Linked DNA regions of Ovis aries: region 1 is linked to region 2. Evidence: chromatin contacts called from public Hi-C data. All regions are on one chromosome and are shown on one strand. Each heading gives the region's core, a stretch centred on a gene start, on an enhancer-like site or on the middle of the called end of the contact. The rest is flanking DNA. Distances are from core to core; before and after follow the strand shown. Region 1 overlaps ARHGAP35 (Rho GTPase activating protein 35). Region 2 holds the start of ARHGAP35 (Rho GTPase activating protein 35).

Region 1 (2,700 bases), core at 112-2,611, 53 kb before region 2:
CCAGAGGACACAGTCGCCCAAGAGTGTGAGCTGTTACTAAAAGAGGAGGACTGAGCGTTTTCCATCATTACACACAGCAGCAACCGGACAACAATGAGTCAACTGAGGCTCTCTCTTAAGGCCGCAGCATTTAAACGATAAGCTGCAGGGTCTGAACACACAAGGAAGACCATCTGGATTTAAGTGGCATTCTTTTGGCCAACCCCAATCCGGCAGAATCTGCCAGTCGAAACTACCACAACAATACCATTGTTCTTCAGTAAAACCTTGAGGCTTCCAAATAAACTGCTGTTATGGAATGGAAAAAAAAACTTCAAGAGAGCTGCCAGGAAGCTATTTCTAATCACTATAACGCCTCTGACCACAGTTCTAGTAAACAGACAGTAAACCTTAATGTCATACTTCCTCCACCCTCTCAATACTCGAGCTGATGAAGTGTGTTCTAACAGTTTAAGTTAGCTAGAAAGTTTAACTTCCATCACCTGAACTAAGTACCGGATTCTGTTTTAAATTCTTTATATGTATATTTCATTCCAGATTCACAATAGATCTGTGGGTACGGGTGTTTAAAACTCTATTTCACAGATGAAGAAGCTGAATCCCAGAAAAATTCAGTTACTTGCCCCAGTCAGTTCTGGCTACAAAACCTGCACTCGTAACCACTACGGTTCGTTACCTTCCCCTGAGAGTCCTTGGGATGCAGCGAACACACGGGTGACCAAATAAGTGACTGAGGGCACACTGACAACCTGAACTTCTAAAGGAAATGAAGTCTCACATAAAATGCACCAGGGATGTTTAAGCTGCTCAAAGAAAGAATGGGGCATGATGACAGCTATTTCAAACAGCTACCAGGGCTATTTCATGGAAAGAGAGCAGATTATCTTGTACAGTCATGTTGGGAGAGATGAGACAAAGACAAAGAGGCAATTTTGGCCAGAGAAGTTTAAAGAACAAACAACCCCTCCGCCCCAGCTTTAAAAAGGAAAGACTGCTCTGTTAATGTTCAGAGCAGAGGCTGCAACCGACAGGCAACACTCATTGTCAAGGAGACCCTGCCGTCAGATGGAAGGCTAAATTAGAGAGCTGCTCTTACCCTCTCACCTCAGAGTCTAATAAGATCTAATCAAGCTCAGCACTCCAAATTACAAATGGAACGTGAGCTCTGGCAACAGCATCAGCTCCCCTTGTTGAATGACCCGATGTTCACTCTCATTCTCTCTAAGATTTAAACAAACTCTGCTTTACAGAACGCCAAAATATTCCCTTGAAATAACTGAAGGCTCTCTAGGGTGTCACAAAATCAGGCAGGGATTCTTGCGCAACTAATTCCAAACCTTCTGAGGAAGGAAATCAAGACTGCGGTACAGGCCAAGAGTCGGGCAGGACTGTTGCTATGACAGGCAACACCGCAGGCATGAAGGGTTACTGGGCACATGTCGAGATGGAAATGCCATTCTTCTGAGTGGTCTGCCAGATGTCTCAGTCCCAGGTCAGACATGTGTCGCTCATCAGGGCGTCGGCAGAGTGCTCTCAGCAGCAGGTCCTCGGAGAGAAGAAAATAACACCATCCCAACAGCTATCTTCCTCTGGGCTCGCTCATTAGTGGGCTGGACTGAAAAGCAGCCAGCTAGAGGAAACCAAGCCCTGAGAATAAGCTACACATCTGCGTGTCTAAGTTTAGAGTCGGACTGGGTGCAAAATGGGAAAATAAGAGGCATTTATCAGGAGTGGCCGTGTGCTGGACACGCTGTGTTAGGCGCTCTGCACTTATCTGAAAGCTCACACACACCCTTCAAGGTAAGGGTTATTAACCCCTTTCTACAGATATGAAATCAGGGGCTCAGAGAGATTCACACTCAGCACTGAGAGAGCCAGGGTTCAGAGGCCAGTGACCTACGAACGTCAAAGCCTCCTGTCCTCTCTCCTTTGTGACCTACCTCCATGATGAAACGCCACTGACAAAAACGAGGGACTGGGTCAGCTCAAAACCTCTTCACTTTGTCCTACAGATAGGCATTTTTCGAATAAATAACATGGTCCATTGTTCTTCATTTCACAGTTTCCTTAAAAACCTGTGAAGTTGTTTGTTGTTGTTGTTTTTTTAAGGAAAAAACTTTTTTCCTTAAAAGAAGTTTCCTTAATGCCTGACTCTTAGGCCTGATACTAACCAAGTAGCAAAGAAAGAAAGAAACCAACAGTTTATGCCAGTGTTGCAGCGCGGAGAAATAGTGGTTGGAATCTGCCCCTGGCCTCTCGGCCCTCCCGAAACAAGAGTGTAAAGGGGAAACTCCTGCTTATGGGACAGTAAGCCCAACCCACAGCTCCTCCAAGCTCACAGGGCAAGAAGATTAGAATGCCCGCCAAACAGCAAGGAAAAGCCAAGAGAAGGTGCCCTTCCACCCATCTGTAAGATGACTGGGTTCTAGAGCCACATGCGCAGCTGACACATGAATAAAAACCGTTTCCAATGAAGCACAAGGCCAATGTTTCTTCACAGTTTTTCAAGTTTAGCTGAGATGAGGACCCTCTCTGTGGGCAGAGTATTTTTCTTCTTCCGACATGGTGCTGCTCTTCCTAGGATGTGAGGGACTGAGGCTCAGAGCGTCTTGTTCATACTGACAGTGCTGCACCACAGACTCCGCTTCAAGAAACACGTGAGGGAACCAACTCCCCGTGTCAGCCTGTGTGCACTGCACA
Region 2 (2,700 bases), core at 85-2,584:
CCCAGTCTTTCAGTAAGGGCCCAAATAGAGAGGACATGCCTTGGAGAAACAGGCTGCAAGCAGGTCTTCAGCAAAGAAGAAATAAAGGGGAGACAGGGCAAAGGAAGCGGGAACAAATGAATGCAACGGCTCCAAAGAGGGCCAATAAGGAGGTGGGGGAGAGAAGAAACCTCAACCGAGGACTGCAGGGCGTCAGGCTGCGGCGAGGCTGAGTTAGGGAGAAAGGTCAGAGAACTGAACGGCAGGAACGAGAGAGCTGCAGGGTCGGAGAAGGGGGTGGAGGCTGCTTCAAGGAAAGCCAAGTCAGAAAGCAAGCAGGCTGGAGGGCACCGCAAGATCTTAGACTGGACGAGGGGCAGAGTGGGGAGGCAAAAGGGTCTGGAAGAGAGGCAAGGATCTGAATGGCAAAAAATGGAGTAAGATCGGAGGGGAGGAGGCGAGCATGGCGCGTTGGAGTCCAAGAGGGGGCAGGGGACTGCATCGAGATCGGCAGGGGTCAGAGTCCAGGGGTATCCCATGGGGAGCGGGGCCGGGAGGAGGCGGCAGGTTTTGTCAGTGGGCAGTAGGGCCCAAGAGGGACGTGGAATTAAGCCCAAGGAGAAGACCTGGGGGCAGTAGTGCCAAGATGAACAGGGTCTCGGATGAATCACCGAGGAGGTGGAACCGCAGGTCCTAGACGGACAGCTCCTGGGGGTGCAGCAGCGGAGGGGAACAGGACATAGGGGACGGACCCAGGGTGCTGAGAGCGGGATCGGAGGAGGCAGAAGGGTCACGAATCTGAACGTGGGGGTCCAGAATTCAGGGATGCGGGAGGGTCCCAAGAGCACTGCAGAGTCTAGGGGTGGGGGGGGGGGGCGAAAGGCATTACTGAGGGGCGGAAGAGAGAAGGCGGAGGCGCAGAATTGGGAGCAGAGTGGCTGGAGTCGGGGGGTGGGGGGAAGCCGAGGCAGACACGGAGATCTCAATGGATTGGAGGGTGGGGGCAGACGCGGCGACAGCAGGGCTGCGGCGGGCAGGGGCAAGTCCGAAGGGCAGGCGGGCCCCGGCTGGCCGGGCCGCAGCGCGAGGCGGCGGGGCCGACGGAGCCCGGGGGCTGGGGGGCCGCTCCCTCCCCTCCCCCTCCGGCTCCTCCATTGTTCGCGGGCTCCGGGCCCCGCCGTCCCCGCCTCCCCCTGGACCCCGCAGTGGGGCGGCGCCCGGCCTCGCCGCCCGGGCCCGCGAGCTCGCGCACTCACCAGCTGGGCGCCCTCAGCGCCGCCCTGGCCTTCGGGATCCCGGCAGCGGCGACGGCGGCCCCGGCGCCATGTTCTGCTGCTCCTCGTCCAGCGGCGGCTGAGGCGGCGGCGGCGGCGGCGGCGGCTCCGGCGGCGGGGGGCCGGGCGGACCCTCCCTCGCGGGCTCCCTCCTCCGCCTCCTCCACCTCCTCCCGCCGCTCCGCGGCTCTCCCTCGGGGCGGGGGGGCGGGGAGGGGAAGGGGGGAGGGGCGGGAACCAGGGGGAGGGCGGACCAGCCTCTCTCGCTCGCTCCCTCCCTCCCTCGCAATGGCGGCGGCGGCGCCTCCTTCCTGCGGCCGCCGCTCCCGCGCGCGCTCCCCCTCTCTACTGCGCGTGCGTGGCGCGGGGACCGTTGCAGGGGGATAACGGCCCCTGAAGCGCGCGCCGCGAGGGGATAACCGGCGCGTGGCGGGGAGAAGCGAGAGCGCGTGCGCGCCCGAGGGACTCACTGCCACCGCAGCGGCCGCGTCCAGGGAACCGGCGCGGAGGGCGCAGTGCGCGTGCGCTCTCTTCCCCCCCGCACCCCCCCCCCCCGCAACACACACACACAAAATGCCGCTACTGCGGTGGCTGCAGCGCCAGACAGAGCGCGAGACCCGCGACTGAGCAGAGGACTGGAGTGGACAAGAGCGCGTGCGCGGGTAGGACTGCCAGCCGCTGCGGCTACTCGCGCGAGGCGGAGGGAGTGGTCCTCGAGAGGCGCGCGCACCCTTGCGCGCACCAGAAGCAACCAAAACCCTTCTCGCGCCGGCTCTTGGAGAAAGCGGGAGGGGAGAGGCATGGCCCGGCTTTGGGGGCGGGGGCGAAGGGCGCGATCCCGCTCGCGCGGGACCTGACCAGCCAATAAGAGGCAAGGGGAGGTGGGTTTGCCGCGCGAGCGCAGCCCCCGGGATAACGGAGGAGGAGAGAAGGAGCGACGTAACGTGGGGCGGTGAGGCGGGGCTGAGGAGGAGGGAGTGCACCCAGTGGGGAGCTGATTGGGGGACACGGGGAGGCGTGGCCCTCCCCAGCCCAATAGGAGCCTCGAAATTCGTCGTTCCGGAAGAAGGGGCGGGGCTGCGAAGCGCGTGCTCTTTTCCCTGGCAGCGAAGAAAATTTGCAGGCAACGCGCGCATTATTACAAGTTGCTTTGGGTTCCGTGATCCCCAAATCTCGGGAGACGGGAGAGGGCCTGGTCCCGCATACATCCCTGGCCTCCAAGTCAACATTGTGCCAATGACTGCAAATCAAATGTCAGTTTGGGCGCCCAGAGGGGAAATAGTAGTGATGGGAAGGGGCACCGCTGTAACCCCTGAGTTCCTTCCTCTGAACTGAAGAGGGGTTCCTCTGGGAGCCCTCCGGAAGTACGGATCGTGGAAGATGAGTGTTCTGGGAACCCAGTCAATATTTAAGGAATGCATGAAGAAAAGCTATGTTTCTTATTGCA

What was found. Hi-C and Micro-C count contacts between places; a contact is called where the count stands out from the background.
Region 1: a contact with region 2 is called in a Hi-C map of tail adipose tissue, with 2.6 times the contacts expected there. The contact joins the enhancer-like site here to the promoter of ARHGAP35 in region 2. A contact is called at or near these places in 5 of 16 Hi-C or Micro-C datasets (hypothalamus, liver, muscle and 2 more).

The regions. Positions count from the first base shown.
Region 1 is chr14:53,769,667-53,772,366 of ARS-UI_Ramb_v3.0, reverse strand. The region is part of intron 2 of ARHGAP35 (Rho GTPase activating protein 35); the gene reads right to left. Among named protein-coding and RNA genes, the nearest start is that of ARHGAP35, 53 kb to the right of the region's middle. Within about 2 kb of position 1,361, at least 25 of the 54 cell types and tissues checked have an H3K27ac peak or open chromatin away from gene starts, as enhancers often do. A contact at or near this core is called in liver and tail adipose tissue, where this site is marked.
Region 2 is chr14:53,717,074-53,719,773 of ARS-UI_Ramb_v3.0, reverse strand. ARHGAP35 (Rho GTPase activating protein 35) reads right to left here and starts at 1,334. Exons shown (of 8, transcript XR_003591585.3): 1 at 1,236-1,334.